Regions from separate parts of the Sus scrofa genome. Here all the other regions are linked to region 2. Evidence: chromatin contacts called from public Hi-C and HiChIP or PLAC-seq data. All regions are on one chromosome and are shown on one strand. The core of a region is the stretch at or near the end of the contact, and the rest is flanking DNA. Distances in the headings are between cores, read along the strand shown. Region 1 has its middle 41 kb from the start of ALDH8A1. Region 2 holds the start of SGK1 (serum/glucocorticoid regulated kinase 1). Region 3 has its middle 85 kb from the start of ALDH8A1. Region 4 has its middle 110 kb from the start of ALDH8A1.

Region 1 (3,716 bases), core at 401-2,900, 650 kb after region 2:
GATAAAGCATTTTGGGTCCAGGTCCGTGTGAAAAATCAAGTATGTCCCACAAATCAAAACAACATTGAGGCATCACTTGCACCAATGAGAATGGCCATTTTCAAAAAGTCTACAAATAATAAATGCTGGAGGGAGGTCTCTGGTGCCTCAGCAGATGAAGGATCCAGCATTGTCACTGCTGTGGCTTGGGGCACTGTTGTGGTGCAGGTTTGATCCCTGGCCCAAGAACTTCTGCAGGACATGGGTGTGGCCATAACAAATGAATAAATAAATAAATAAATGCTGGAGAGGGTGTGGAGGAAAAGGGACCCTCCTACACTGTTGGTAGGAATATAAATTGGTGCAGCCACTATGGAGAATGGTTAGGAGCTTCCTTAGGAAAACTAAAAATAGAGTTACCACATGATCCCACAATCCCACTCCTGAGCATATATCCTGAGAAAACTATAATTCAAAAAGATATATGCATCCCAGTGTTCACTGCAGCACCATTTACAGTTGCCAAGACATTGAAGCTACCTAAATGTCCATCTTATAGATGAATGGTTAAAGAAGATGTGGTACATATGTACAGTGGAATACTACTCAGACATAAAAAATAATTTTTGTAGCAACATAGATGGACTTAGAGATTGTCATACTAAGTGAAGTAAGACAGAGAAAGACAAATATCATACAATATCACTTCTAATGTAATCTAAAAAAATGATACAAATGAACTTATTTACAAAACAGAAATAGACTCACAGATATAGAAAACAATCTTATGGTTACCAAAGGCAAAAGAGGGGTTGGAATAAATGAGAAGTGTGGGATAAACACATATACAGAACTATATATAAAACATAAATAAAGACCTACTGTATAGCACAGGGAACTATAGTCAATATCTTGTAATAATCTATAACAGAAAATATGAAAAAAATATATGTGTGTGTGCATGTATAACTGAATCACTTTACTGTATACCTAAAATTAACACAACATTGTAAATAACTATCTTTCAACAAAAATTTTTAAAAATTAAATATGTCTCTAAGATAGGAATTATCACTTCAGATTATTTAGTCAATTAGCAAGGGAAAGAATGGGACATAGGGAGTTGCCTGATGGCTCAGCAGGTTAAGGATCTGGCATTGTCATTGCCAGGGTTCCATCCCTGGCCTGAGAACTTCCAGTAACAAGAGTGCAGCCAAAAAAACCCCAAAAGTAGTGGGACATAGGGTAGATGATTTTTGATGGCTGATTAGGTCAAGCGAGATCCATGGCATAAAACATAAAAATCCCCATGGAGGGACTGGATCTTAAGGAAAATCACAGAAATAAAATTCAGGGCATTTAGGCTTTGCCTCTAGAATTAGATAAATCACAAGACAGAAAAGCCAGTACTTCGCCTTTGAGTATTCAAAGGCGAGGCGGTGCTTCCTGTCTCGGGCGGTTGCCTCTCTGCTCTGCTTGCACTGAGACCGATAATTCTTATTCTAGACTTGAATCTAATAAAACCATGTGTTTGGATTTCCTGGAATTTTTCTGACTCTGAATATGGACTTCTTCCCAAAATCTTCCACGTCCCGTCTGCCCTATGAATGGGCAGTTTCCAGGATGTTAGCAGAGGGAACCCAGTGGGGGCGGGGGAGAGGCTGGGAGAAAGGGCGGGGGAGAGGCTGGGAGAGGGGGCGGATGTCCTCCCAGCGCCGCCAGACTCGACACCAGAGGCAGGTGGAGACTTAGCCTCCCCGAGACTTACAAGCCGCCAAATTCACCTTTTAATTTACTCTGAGTCAAAATAGGATGAAATAAGAGCTAATAAAATAACCCAGTTGGCCAGAAAGTGTTCTCCATCCTATTTCTCAGAGCGCTCTGACCCAGGGTGAATCATCCCAGCCCCTACCTTCTGGCTGTTGCTGGTGATAAGCGGTGCTCCAAGTCGCTGGGCTCCCTCCCTCTCCTCCACGCTTTCTGTTCTCTTTCCGATCCTTCTTTCCCCTCTTTTCTTCCTTTCCTCCCTTCCTTCCCTTTCCTCTCCTTCTCTCCTTCCTTCCTTTCTTCATTTCCTTCCATCCTTCATTTACTCAAAAAATACTTGTTGAGGGCTTACCCTGGGTCAGATGCTGCAAAAAAGAATGAGACAAATCATTGTACAGAACCCCTGTTCTACACACACACACACACACACACACACACACACACACACACACACTCCTATTTGAGGACTCCCCATAGCAGATCCTCAGAATGAGATGGATATTGGCTTTTGTCACCTTACACTTAGCAGCGAGGCATACCTGATGCTTAACTGATACATGCCAACTAACAGCAGGGATAGGATGGGATGGTGAAGGGATCTGAGTTTGACTCCTGGCTCTGCCTTTGACTTTATGGATGACCTGGTCAGGGATCTGGACTATATGATCCTCACCTAAAGAAAGGAAGGGTGGCCTAGATGCCTACTCAAGTCCTCTCAGTCCCCTCAACCCATTATATATCTGAAAGATCTGAAAGTGTTCAGGGATAATGAGGAACTTGGTCTCTCAATGTCAGAAATGCAAAAAAAATTGAAAGCCATTTTTAAAAAATCTAACTTTCTGAAACCTGCATTTATCGGGGAATATATAATAAATGTAAGCAATTCCTATTTCCGCTAATATAAAATATTCAGATTGCTTTCTGGCCAAGTCTTTGCAGCAGTAATGCAAATGAGGAGGCTGTTGAGCGGATCACGAAAAATTTCTGCAGAAAAGCAGCGCCACCTTCTGGAATACCATGGTGCTGCATGTAGTGAGTACAAATTCTGAGAAATCACCAGTCTGGGGTGTCACAAAACACGGAATCAAGAGCATTAGTCTTAATCAGAAGCTGCACCTTAAACTTTGACATGACCGTCAAACTGTGGAAATATTTCTCCATAGGTTAATTTTTGTGATGTTTTAGACTTACTTTTGCATCAAACTCTTCATCCATGCTATATATCTTTCTTTATAAATTAGCCTCAGTAATAGGTACTAATAAAAGCCACTTAGTCAAAATCGCTTATTTTGAGTATATGGCTAGGTTCAAAGATCTAAAGTGTTCTTTCATTCAGACTCCACTATATCCATCAACAAACTTGTCGGATCTCCAAATCTTGCTTCAGCTCTAGAATTTGGCCACATGAAGAAAATCCTGTTTCTGACAAGTCCTATTACACACAAGGCATTTTTTATATTGAGGGATATATACAGTGCAAGATGCATTCCTGATCTCTCATTGTGGAGAACTGGCATGAAAATATACAAACATAAATAGCAATTATAAAGAGTAAATAATCAGGCTAATCAACAAAGTATGTCCCAGACTGGAATGGACCTAACTGCTTTGAGAACCAGGGCTTCAGGCAGGAGGCCAGAGAGGGTTTAATAGAAGAAGAGTTTCTTGAGCTCTATCTGGCAAAATTATAGGATTTGGATAACATTTAGGAAGATGGAAAAATCAAACACACACACAAAAATGGAGGTAGAAAAACATGTTAAAAGTTTTTATTTGAAAAAAAAGAAAGAAAGAAATGCAGCGTATTTGATAAATACCAGGAAGATCAACTTAACCTGAGTAAGACTTTTTAGGAGAATAGTGTGAGATAAGGCAGGAAAGGGAAGTTGAAACATGATTAGATGATTTCATAAATGCAAAAATAAGGAGTTTGGGCTTGTTCCTGTAGGCAATCGAAAAGCACTGAGGAT
Region 2 (3,409 bases), core at 497-2,996:
AAAGGGTGTTTCACATTCTTCAGGAGAACATTCCGCTCCGACATAATGTGCTTTTCCTATGAAAAGGACAATGAAGAGTTAGTGGCAAATTGCAACTCGGCTCCAAAGATTCCAAGGTAAAGTCTGTGAATGTCTTATCTCCAACTTCCACCCACCAAGCCCAACTCATACCTCCTTCTTTTTCAGGATCGCCTTCTTTTGTAAAACTTTGACTGCATAGAATGCTTCTTCTGCTTTGTGTCTTGCTAGAAGAACCTGAAATTTAAATTAAAAGTCAATTTTGCTGGCCACATTCAGGGAGTATGTAAAATGAGCATACGAAGGACTGCAAATAATGAAAAATTCAGATGTGAAATTACCTTTCCAAAACTGCCCTTCCCAATCACTTTCAAGAAGTGAAAGTCAGACGGTTTAGCATGAGGATTGGAAGATGGGCCCAGGTTGATTTGCTGAGAAGGACTTGGCTGGAAAATAAAATGTTTTCTTTTAATAGCCTTGCTTCAAAGGAAGATTATCAGTTATACAGTACAGGCAATGTAAAGGAGAATACATCTACAGATGACTGAGGCAGGTCCCCATATATCTATAAACACATTCCAAACTACTTTTCATCTATACATGTGACTATCGTATGGAAATTGTACAGTCGTGCTATTGTTAAACAGAAAATACCCTTATGAAATATGCCTTTTAAAATACTCCACTGACTCATACTTAAGTGCTTACTTATGTCACTTGTTTGCCATGCACTAATGAGGCATTCCTGCCTTGACACTAACTTCTAGAAATGCTGTTTTAACTCAACAATGTAGGAAGACTTATATGACTCATTTACAAGATTTCTCCATTGATGCATCACAACAGAGGACACTTACAGGAGGAGAAGGGTTGGCATTCATAAGCTCAGGCTCCTGAGGTTGAGAGATTTTCAAAATGGACTGAACTTCAGAGCTGCAAAGAAAGGAAGAAGTTAGAACCTGCTCGCTCTCCACAAGGGGGCAGAACAACACCAACAGTGAATTTCTGGCTCAACTTTTCCGGAGAATTCAGTGTTTCAACTAAAAACATCCAAATCAACTACTCAGCTAAAGAAAATAATCGCCAAAGAAAAGAATAAACCCAGTTAACTACAGAGAGGACGGTTGTCCTTTGTGGAGAGAGGGGATTAATTAGGCACACATGAAAGTTTCCTCTTGAATTTCTAGAACAAGCCCAATCAGCTAATTAATTCTAATGTTTCAAATGTTTTAAATAATTAGAACCTAAAGAGAAAACGGACCCGCCCCCTCCCCCCCAGAAAGTCTTTAGCATCCTGATCCATATACTGATGAGAATGTGTCTTCACTACTGGTAAATGGAAAATTTTACTACTTATGTTTATTTTCCCAAATCGCCCCCCAACTTACTGTTTGCATGCATAGGAATTATTGGCAATCTTCTGAATAAAGTCGTTCAGGCCCATCCTTCTCTGTTTCATGAAAGCTGTGAATTAGAGAGGAGAAATACATGTTTAGACGGTATTGTAACATCCAACGCCACGCACACTAATCTGATCCGGGACTTTGCAAAATTTCCACTTCGCGAAACCTAGAAATCCAGCCGTATTCCTACACTCACCGATGAGAATTGCTACCATTCCCCTCATTCTGGAGTAAGTGAGTGTGTTCCTAGCAGCCTCGGTTTTCACTGTCATCGTCACAGAGAACAGGGAGTTGCTAGCGAAGGGAGACCTGCTCAGCCAACACTGCGCTCCCGCACTGCCACCGCCTTTATAAGCGTTTTGTCGCCGCGGGGGCGGGGCCCACGCAACAATGAGGAAGTGGCGCTGCCTGGCCCCGCCCCGGCCCCGCCCCCGGCTGCCTGCGGCTCGACCGGCGGCGAAGCGGCTGGCTGCGGGCGGTTCCGCCCCCGGTCAGAGGACCATCCGCGAGCAGAAGAGGGGGGGGAAGCGGGGACCGCCTGGGGAGGGCCAGGCGCGGGGCTGTTATCGGCTTCCCTCGGCTCCCGAGCCGGAGAGAGGGAAACCGCAAAAGAAGGGGGTGGGGAGCGAGGGAGCGGCCGGAGTAATTTTCCACCTTTCTCATTTATTCCGCTCGGCGAGGAAATCAGAGTCTAGGCAAATCAGGAAATCTGAGCGCTTTCGGCTCGGTGCGCGGCGATCGGGGTGGCTCGGTGCCCGCTCTAGTTTCTCAAGCCCTTAGTTCGGATTCACCCCGAGCCCTGGCTCCGACCCTGACCCTCTCCCTTAATTCGCGCAGCAGCCTCCGCAGCGCTTGCCGGGCGGCTGTGCACCACCAACCCGGGTTATCTCTCCCGCGCAGGGCGGCAGCGCCGGGCGAGGGCAGCTCAGCGTGCCCTTATCTTCAGGGTCAGTGTGGGGCCAGGGCTCCCGGCCGGTCCCCCCGTTCCCGCCGCCCTCCTACCCCGGCCCCAGCCCGCCACCCTCAGTACAACCCCAAATACCCAGCCCCACTCGCCAGGTCCGAGCAACTAGTGGATGAGTGGGGGAGAAAAGTCCCCAGAGTGCCGGCAGCGGTCCTTACCTAGTCCGGTCAGAAGGAAGGACTCACTCCTTTTCTGCACCTCGGCCCTCTTTTTGTGGCGGGGCCGGAGCAGGGACTCGAGCCGGGTCCTGGCCAGTGCGCCCTGCATCTCCCCCATGGGCAGCGGCGGCGGGGCGCGCAGCGGGCGAGGGCGACAAGAGAACACTGACGTTTCCTTGAAGGAGCCGCCGTGACTCAGGCCGGGCAAGATTTCCTGCCCAGAGTCCCAAAACAAACAAATGGCCCTTGTGCACGGCCGAGCCGCTTCCGAAAACGCCTTTTTTGTGCTTTTGGCCAAAGCCAAGCAAGGCTGAAAAATCCCAGAACTTGGAAGAGGAGGAAGGAAGGAAAGAAAGAGGGAAGGGGGAGGGAGAGGTCAGGAATGTGGAGGGGAGGGGGCGGAAATAAAATTCGTCTCTGCACTAAAGTGGAAAAAAAAATCTGCATTTCAGTCCCCCCCCCCAAGTAATCTTTGGGAACATTCTGTCCGTTGGGCATATGCTTTTTTTCCTTGCATTTTTAATCCCCGTCATGCCAAGAACACGTGAAGAGATGGCAAGTTAGGGGACCGACCTGGCGTGACCCCGGGACGCCGCGGAGTCGGCAACTGGGCAGCTTCGACTCCCGAGGTTCCCTCTCCCACTCCCCCACCAGAAAACTCCGTGAGGCTGTATCCCATTGTCTTCAAATCCTTCAGTTTAGGCTCCTCTTCCCTGCCCCTCCTTCGGTTTATTTCAAGCAGGGCTGACCCAGGAGCCTTCTTAATAGTTTTCCACCTTGCTCTCTCAAGTCCCAGATAACTGTGACTCCTCAACTCCTCAAAGATTAGCCGGTGCCTCCGCTCCAGAAAGCAAAGGAGGGAGGGA
Region 3 (3,587 bases), core at 815-3,314, 600 kb after region 2:
TCCATTGTGGCTCAGCAGGTTAAGTCCCGCACATAGTGCCGGTGAGGATGTGCCTTGCTCAGTGGGCTAAGGATTTGGCATTGCCACAAGCTGCAGTATAGGTCACAGATATGACTTGGATCCTGTGTTGCTGTGGCTGTGAGGTAGGTCTACAGCTGCTGCTCCATTTCAACCTCTGGCCCAAGAACTTCCATATGCCACAGATGTGTCTATAAAAACAAACAAACAAACAGGAAGTCGAGGTGGAGCTTTTATTCACAAAATGTAATCTTTGGAAAGGCTGGGAAATTCAAGGGGCCACTCTTTGCAAATTTTCAGGTTTTCCCAGGGCTTTTGTTGCAGTCCTAACTTGCATTCTGTTTCTATTTCAAGGCTTCAAGCCATGGCCATGTACCCATGCACCCCCTGATGGAGCCTATGGATGATGTTGTTGGCCTTCTCTTGCCAGGTTGAGCCATGGCATTGTGTGGTCCTAGGGTGCACCTGGATGCCCTATAACCAAGGGTGCTGGTAAGCCCCTGACAGTGTGAGTTCCATCATCTCTAGCTGGTAGTTGCTGCTGTGAGCACAGGAGGGTGGGGACCATACCCCTTGTGATCCCTGGAGTCCTTAGCCATGTAACAGATCAGCCAGGGTTGAAGCTGGACCCCCCAGGAAAGGAAAGCCACAGCAGCCCAGGAACAATATTCTGGCCTCAACCACAACTACAGGCAGTAAATTATGATAAATTCATACAATTGTATATCACTTATATGTGGAATCTAAAATATGGCACAAATGAACCTACCTACAAAACAGAAACAGACTCACAGACAAAAAGAACAGACTTGTGTTTGCCAAGGTGGGAGAGGGATAGCCTGGGAGTTTGAGGTTAGTAGATGCAAATGTTACATTTAGAATGGATGAACAATGAGGTCCTATCATATAGCACAGGGAACTAAACCCAGGCTCTTGGGATAGACCATGATGGGAGATAATACAAGGAAGGGAATGTATGTATATGTAGGATTGTGTCACTTCGCTGTACAGCATAAATTGGCACAACAGTATAAATCAACTATAATTTTAAAAAATGGAAAAATAATGAAAAATACAAAATAAAAACTGAGGGCAAAAAAAAAAAAATTCATACCATTGGCAACTCATGGAGTGAATGTCCTCTTAGACAAACAAGAGTCTGGGTTGCCAGACACAGGCCAATAGGGCCAATAGCAGAGTGGTAGTGGCCCACAAATTGGGAATCTGAGGATGACCAGGGCCAAGCTGAACACCAAGCAGAAAATGCCTTTCTTGCTATTGGTCCACAAGAAGGGGCACCTGAAATAGACATGGAAGACACATGACCCTTCAATTGCCAAGCAGAAAGGCAAGATGAGAGCTTGAGGGTGGAGCTGAGAGTGCACACCGTGGCCTTCAGCATAGGAGAGTAGGCAGTCTGCTGGAGCAGAGCAAACCAGATCCCTGGGAAAATCAGGATCTCTTGATTCTACCTGGCATCTTGGGTTTTCGTGAGCAGTAAAACTATAGTTTCCGGGTGAGTATGTTATTCAACACTGGGTAGAGTTCTGGACTGTGAATTGGGCTACGTGACACTTTCCCCACTTACCAGGGACAGTGCGTGTCTCACTGAACAATTTCTGGACCCAAGCTTCGTGGTCTCTGACCTAGATATTCAGCCTCATGGGGCAGCTCCATAGAAGATGCAGGCAAGAAGATTTGAAGTTCACCTGTAATGAGCTGCTTGGAGAAATTGTTTCTATTAATGACCTGTCTGATTTTCACATCTGTATCCAAGGTCCAGATTCTATTAATGAAAGACTCCATGTATGTTTAGTGTAAAAGGTTTTGAAAAGGAGTCAGAACACCTGACTCTGGCTGAGCCGCTGATGTGTCCTCCAACTTCCAATCTGTAGCAGCTTCCAGAACTAATACCCTACAATTATTCATAAATCAAACAGTACATTGTGATGAAGCAAGCTGGCAAAAGACAGGCCCATATGGGCTTGTACCATCCTCCTAAAATCAATTATTAATGAAATCTTTGGCTTGTAGATGTTGTATACAAGGGTTGGTCTGATGCCCGCAATGTAATCTTCTGCTCCCATGTACAAATCAAGGCTATTGTGATCAATAAACCATGTTAAACATTACCGAAAAAGTGAGCAAATGGCACAGAGTTTAATAACCTATTTTCCATGCTATTGTTTTCCCTTTGATCCAAAATGCCACTTTCTCCCTGTGCTATTTCATGCTTGTAGTACACACTTGCACTAAACCTACTTTAATTCATTAAGCTCTAAAATCAGGCACTATTTTTTTTAATGTTAAAATTCAGAGAGAGATTTCCCACTGATTTCCTAAACTGGCCCTAGTTTTGTGCCTGGAATAATAATTCAAGGTTTAGCCAGCATGAGTAAATTGGAAAACTTGATATTTTAGATGAAATCTAGAAATATTGACTAAACTGCTCGTGGACCTAGTGTAGAAAGTAATTATTTGAGTAAAACTATCATGCATTTGGTACCTGTCAGAGAAATTACCACCAACCATTGGAACAAAAAATTCTCTAGTGTTCCTGTATTCAGTCACAAACAGCTGAGGATTAACTTGACCAGCCTTCAAGTAGTCTCCCATTCATTAGGACTCCACAATATTCATATTGTGGAGTAAGACAGCATTAATTTAGCACCACTGGCTCTGCCTCTGGATCCATAGATGTGGAACCCACAGATATGCAGAGCTGGCTATACAGCACCACTTTATTATTTTTTTATTATTCAAATGAATTTATCACATCTGTAGTTGTATAATGATCCTAACAATCCAATTTCACAGGATTTCCATCCCACAACCCAAGCACATCCCCCCACCCCCCAAACTGTCTCCTCCGGAGACCATGAGTTTTTCAATGCCTGTGAGTCAGCATCTGTTCCGCAAAGAAGTTCAGTCTGTCCTTTTTTCAGATTCCATGTGTCAGTGAAAGCATTTGATGTTGGTGTCACATTGTATGGCTGACTTCACTTAACATGATAATTTCTAGGTCCATCCATGTTGCTAAAAATGCTGGTATTTCGTTCCTTTTAATGGCTGAGTAATATTCATTGTGTATATGTACCACATCTTCTTGATCCACTCCTCTGTCAATGGACATTTAGGTTGTTTCCATGTCTTCGCTATTGAAAATAGTACAGCACCACTTTATACAAGGGACTTGAGCATCCATGGATTTTGGTATCCATGGGGTGTCCTGAAACCAGTCCCCTGTGGACACTAAGGGATGGCTGGTACAACCAAGTGCCCAGGTGATGATGGTAACAGCTAACCAGTATAGAGGGCTTACGAGCATCAGGCCCTGGTCTAAAGTCCTTACCTACGTCACCTCATTTAATCCTTACAACAACCCTATGAGATGTATTCTACTACATTCTGCCCATGTGAAAACTGAGAGCTAAGCATATCATCTCTTAAATAGGAAACCCAGTCAGCCTAGTTCTAGAACCCCAGGATTATTGCAAGTGCTTCCCTCCTGTGCATTTCCACTTTGTTTTTGTAGAGAGAATGTTATAAGTGAATCTTGGCATAATAGA
Region 4 (3,277 bases), core at 93-2,592, 580 kb after region 2:
ATGTGCGACTTGTTCTACTTGCCCAGGAAGGTGACCAAGCCTCACAGGGGTTAAAACTGGTACCCAAGCTCCCAATGTCAGTCAGTGGTGGAGGTGGGTTTGGTCCTCAGGACACCCAAAGCCCCAGGCTGGGCTGTTTCTTGTGCTACACCAGGCCTCTGGCTGACCTCACCTCTTTCCCATTCTAGACCTCAGAGGCACCCCTGTCAGGATGGAAATGTCTGGCCAGAAAGCTGGGGAGGACAATGCTGACCTGTGGAGGTTCTATGTCTAAGCCACAGGGTGCCCCCACAAAGGGCATCCTTCCAGTGCCCTCTGAAGTCCTGAACATTCTCCCTCTCCTCAGGACAAGCTGTAGCATCCAAGTAAGCTTGTTCCTGGAAAAGCGCATGCCAATGGTTTCCAAAAGCAAAAGAGAAGCTTTATTTGGAGCAGAACTGTCATGAATACCTTTAAAGCCAAGTCTTTGGTAGACATTCTAACCTTGACTTTCTCTTAAAATGAAGCACACCTGGATTACTGACAGCTGGCTTTGCACATCATAGCAAATCTCAGGCGATCAGAAATGGTCAGAGACAGTCAGGGAAGAAAAAAAAAAAAGATAAAGTAGACCTTTATTCTGGCCTCGTTCATAGGCTAGAACTCCTCTGAGGAGAATATAAAATGACTGACGTAAATGTCCACCACTAAGTATATTTATTTAAAGCCCGAATGGCACAAGGCAAACATTGTAGATATTAATGAAGAAATAAAACAAACATTCAATTTCTTTTTCTTTACTCAATGATATTAAGCTTGTTTGGAAGCCTCCTTGTCAGATTGGCGGCCACCATCTTGCAGGTCACGTGATAGCCTTCGCAAGTGATAAAAATTTCCTTTTTGACATAAAGGGAGGTGAGAGGCCGGTAACATGTCCAGGACACATAGAGGCAGAGAAGTCCCCTCTTGCTGTGCAAGTAACAAAAAGTAACACACCTGCCACTACTTTGCACTCAGAGTCCAGGATGGAACTGAACACTCCTGCAGCCACAAGGCAAGGAGGCCTTCCAAAGGGGCTGGCTATGCTTCCAAGGGGATTCAGGTGAGGTGGGTTCTGAGTGCAAGGCTCACATATCCACTGACTGGCCTGGGTATATCTGGAAGCCTTATTTTGGTGAGGTGATTTCTCTCTTGGCTCTCGGCCCTTCGGTGCACAGCGAAGTTCAAAAACCCTGTCTTAGGAAATGCCTTTCTGGCTGCAGCCCTTTTGGCCCTTAGCAGATTGCTGATGCAAGCCTGGCTCCAGATCAATGCCAGTCGCCCACTCGCTCTCCTTTCTGACACCCAGGACATTCACCCTGACCTCGTGCTTCTCTCACACATTTCTACTCCTACAAAAATGAGGATGATCTCAAGTCTTATCAGTGGTAGTCCAACTTCCTTAAATCTAAAAAAAAAAAAAAAAGGCTTTCTTTAGTTCTGCCATTCCACCTAGATTTCCCACATCTGTTCTTTTTTTTTTTTTGGCTTTTTGCCTTTTATTGGGCCACTCTTGCGGCATATGGAGGTTCCCAGGCTAGGGGTCGAATCGGAGCTGTAGCCACCAGCCTACACCACAGCTCACAGCAACGCCGGATCCTTAACCCACTGAGCAAGGCCAGGGATCGAACCCACAACCTCATGGTTCCTAGGAGGATTCGTTAACCACTGAGCCACGACAGGAACTCCTCCCACATCTGTTCTTGACCTACCTGATCTGAATTTATCCTGATATCATATGTCAATTCTATTCTTCTAGCCATCCCTCTCCCTCCACCCCCTTCCCCACCCCCTAATCATTGTATCCTTCACCCCTACTCTCACCAGGGTGAACTTTGAGGTAAGTCAGAGATAAATTGATAAGCTAAGAAGCAGGCCTATTAGATATTAAAGTGAGAGGGCTCACACTTTTATTATCATAATGGGGGCTGATGTCTGACTTAAATAGCTTCCTGTTTTCTGCCTTCACCTTCTCCCAGCCTTCAGCCCCCAGGACACTCCCACACTAGAGCCCTTGACCAAAGAGTAACTATGTGTCATTTTAATTCTCCCATTTTATCTAGAACTTGCTTCTCATTTCCAACAAGGCTGAGATAGGGACAGAAATAAATCAAGACATGAGAGGTAGAAGGGAACTGGCACATGATAACCAGCTGCTTTGTCCCTGGTACTTCTCTGAAACTAGGGGAAGAGTCAAGAGCACCAACGCTGGAGCCAGCTTGTCCAAGTTCATACTCTGAAACTGCACTTTCTAGCAGTTGAGACCTTGGGCACTTTACCTGACCTCCATGCCTATAGGTCTCATCTGTAAAACAGGGAAAGAAACGGTGCCAATCTCTCAGGGTTGCCGCTAGGATCAAATGGCTTCATATGTGGCTTAGTCCACTGTAAGCCACAAAAAAAAACACTGGCTGTTGTTACACCAGGCAAGACAAGCTCTGGTCTTGGCCATTTTTTTTTTTTTAAGGAGAATTTAAACAATTTTTTTACTTTCCCTTGACACTGCTTTCAATTGTTTCATTTAATGTTACACGGGAGGCATAGGAAGTATTATGAGATTTATGCTCTAGAAAAGCTGTGCATGATGGAGAGACTTTTACAAAGCAAATATAAAGTTGACTGGAGTTCCCGTCATGGCTCAGTGGTTAACGAACCCGACCAGTATCCAATGAGGACATGGGTTTGACCCCTGGCCTCACTCAGTGGGTTAAGGATCTGGCATTGCTGTGAGCTGTGGTATAGTTCGCAGATGTGGCTTAGATCCTGTGTTCCTATGGCTGTGGTGGTGGCTGGTGGTTGCAACTCCGATAGAACCCCCAGCCTGGGAACCTCCATATGCCATGCACATGAGCCTAAAAGACAAAAGACCAAAAAACAAACCAAAAAAAAGTTGGCTGGATCCTCCCTCTGTGGATGCGAAGAAACTCAAAATTTAACAGAGTGTTCTGAAAATCTGTTGTGAAAAGATGAATCGTCCAGCCAGATCCTAAGCTCTAGTAACCTATAAATAAATCTCTTTCTTCAAATCATGTTGTGGAAACAGTTTTTTATGTGGTGGTGTTTCACAGAAATAATTGATGACATGTCTTGAAAATTCTTCATCTTAAGAAGAAAAGGTTTCATTTGTACCTTGCACTCATATTTACATTCTGTCCCTGTTGAGATGGTATTAAGTGTCTAGTCACAGGGAAACAATCAGTGCAAACATAATCTGCAAGCACGTGAAGGCACCGTACTGCTGGACAGCAAGTGCCCAGAT

What was found. A called contact is a pair of places that touch in the nucleus more often than the background predicts. HiChIP or PLAC-seq counts read pairs in DNA pulled down with a chosen protein or histone mark.
Region 1: a Hi-C map of skeletal muscle shows a contact between it and region 2, with 6 times the contacts expected there. The contact joins the enhancer-like site here to the promoter of SGK1 in region 2. A contact is called at or near these places in 1 of 5 promoter capture datasets (liver), 16 of 47 Hi-C or Micro-C datasets (adipose tissue, alveolar macrophages, brain and 10 more) and 2 of 2 datasets of contacts at active chromatin or transcription factors (alveolar macrophages and skeletal muscle).
Region 3: a Hi-C map of liver shows a contact between it and region 2, with 4 times the contacts expected there. The contact joins the enhancer-like site here to the promoter of SGK1 in region 2. A contact is called at or near these places in 2 of 5 promoter capture datasets (fetal skeletal muscle and liver), 27 of 47 Hi-C or Micro-C datasets (alveolar macrophages, blood, brain and 15 more) and 2 of 2 datasets of contacts at active chromatin or transcription factors (alveolar macrophages and skeletal muscle).
Region 4: a contact with region 2 is called in an H3K27ac HiChIP or PLAC-seq map of alveolar macrophages. The contact joins the enhancer-like site here to the promoter of SGK1 in region 2. A contact is called at or near these places in 2 of 5 promoter capture datasets (fetal skeletal muscle and liver), 28 of 47 Hi-C or Micro-C datasets (adipose tissue, alveolar macrophages, blood and 16 more) and 2 of 2 datasets of contacts at active chromatin or transcription factors (alveolar macrophages and skeletal muscle).

Annotation. Positions count from the first base shown.
Region 1 is chr1:29,100,160-29,103,875 of Sscrofa11.1, reverse strand. No RefSeq gene overlaps it. Among named protein-coding and RNA genes, the nearest start is that of ALDH8A1, 41 kb to the right of the region's middle. Within about 2 kb of position 1,650, at least 29 of the 83 cell types and tissues checked have an H3K27ac peak or open chromatin away from gene starts, as enhancers often do. A contact at or near this core is called in adipose tissue, alveolar macrophages, liver and 3 more, where this site is marked.
Region 2 is chr1:29,746,232-29,749,640 of Sscrofa11.1, reverse strand. SGK1 (serum/glucocorticoid regulated kinase 1) reads right to left here and starts at 1,746. Exons shown (of 12, transcript NM_001244459.1): 1 at 1,618-1,746; 2 at 1,407-1,482; 3 at 876-951; 4 at 360-464; 5 at 172-255; 6 at 1-56. The coding sequence starts at 1,693.
Region 3 is chr1:29,143,603-29,147,189 of Sscrofa11.1, reverse strand. No RefSeq gene overlaps it. Among named protein-coding and RNA genes, the nearest start is that of ALDH8A1, 85 kb to the right of the region's middle. Within about 2 kb of position 2,064, at least 4 of the 83 cell types and tissues checked have an H3K27ac peak or open chromatin away from gene starts, as enhancers often do. A contact at or near this core is called in fetal liver and liver, where this site is marked.
Region 4 is chr1:29,167,841-29,171,117 of Sscrofa11.1, reverse strand. No RefSeq gene overlaps it. Among named protein-coding and RNA genes, the nearest start is that of ALDH8A1, 110 kb to the right of the region's middle. Within about 2 kb of position 1,342, at least 3 of the 83 cell types and tissues checked have an H3K27ac peak or open chromatin away from gene starts, as enhancers often do. A contact at or near this core is called in alveolar macrophages, fetal liver and liver, where this site is marked.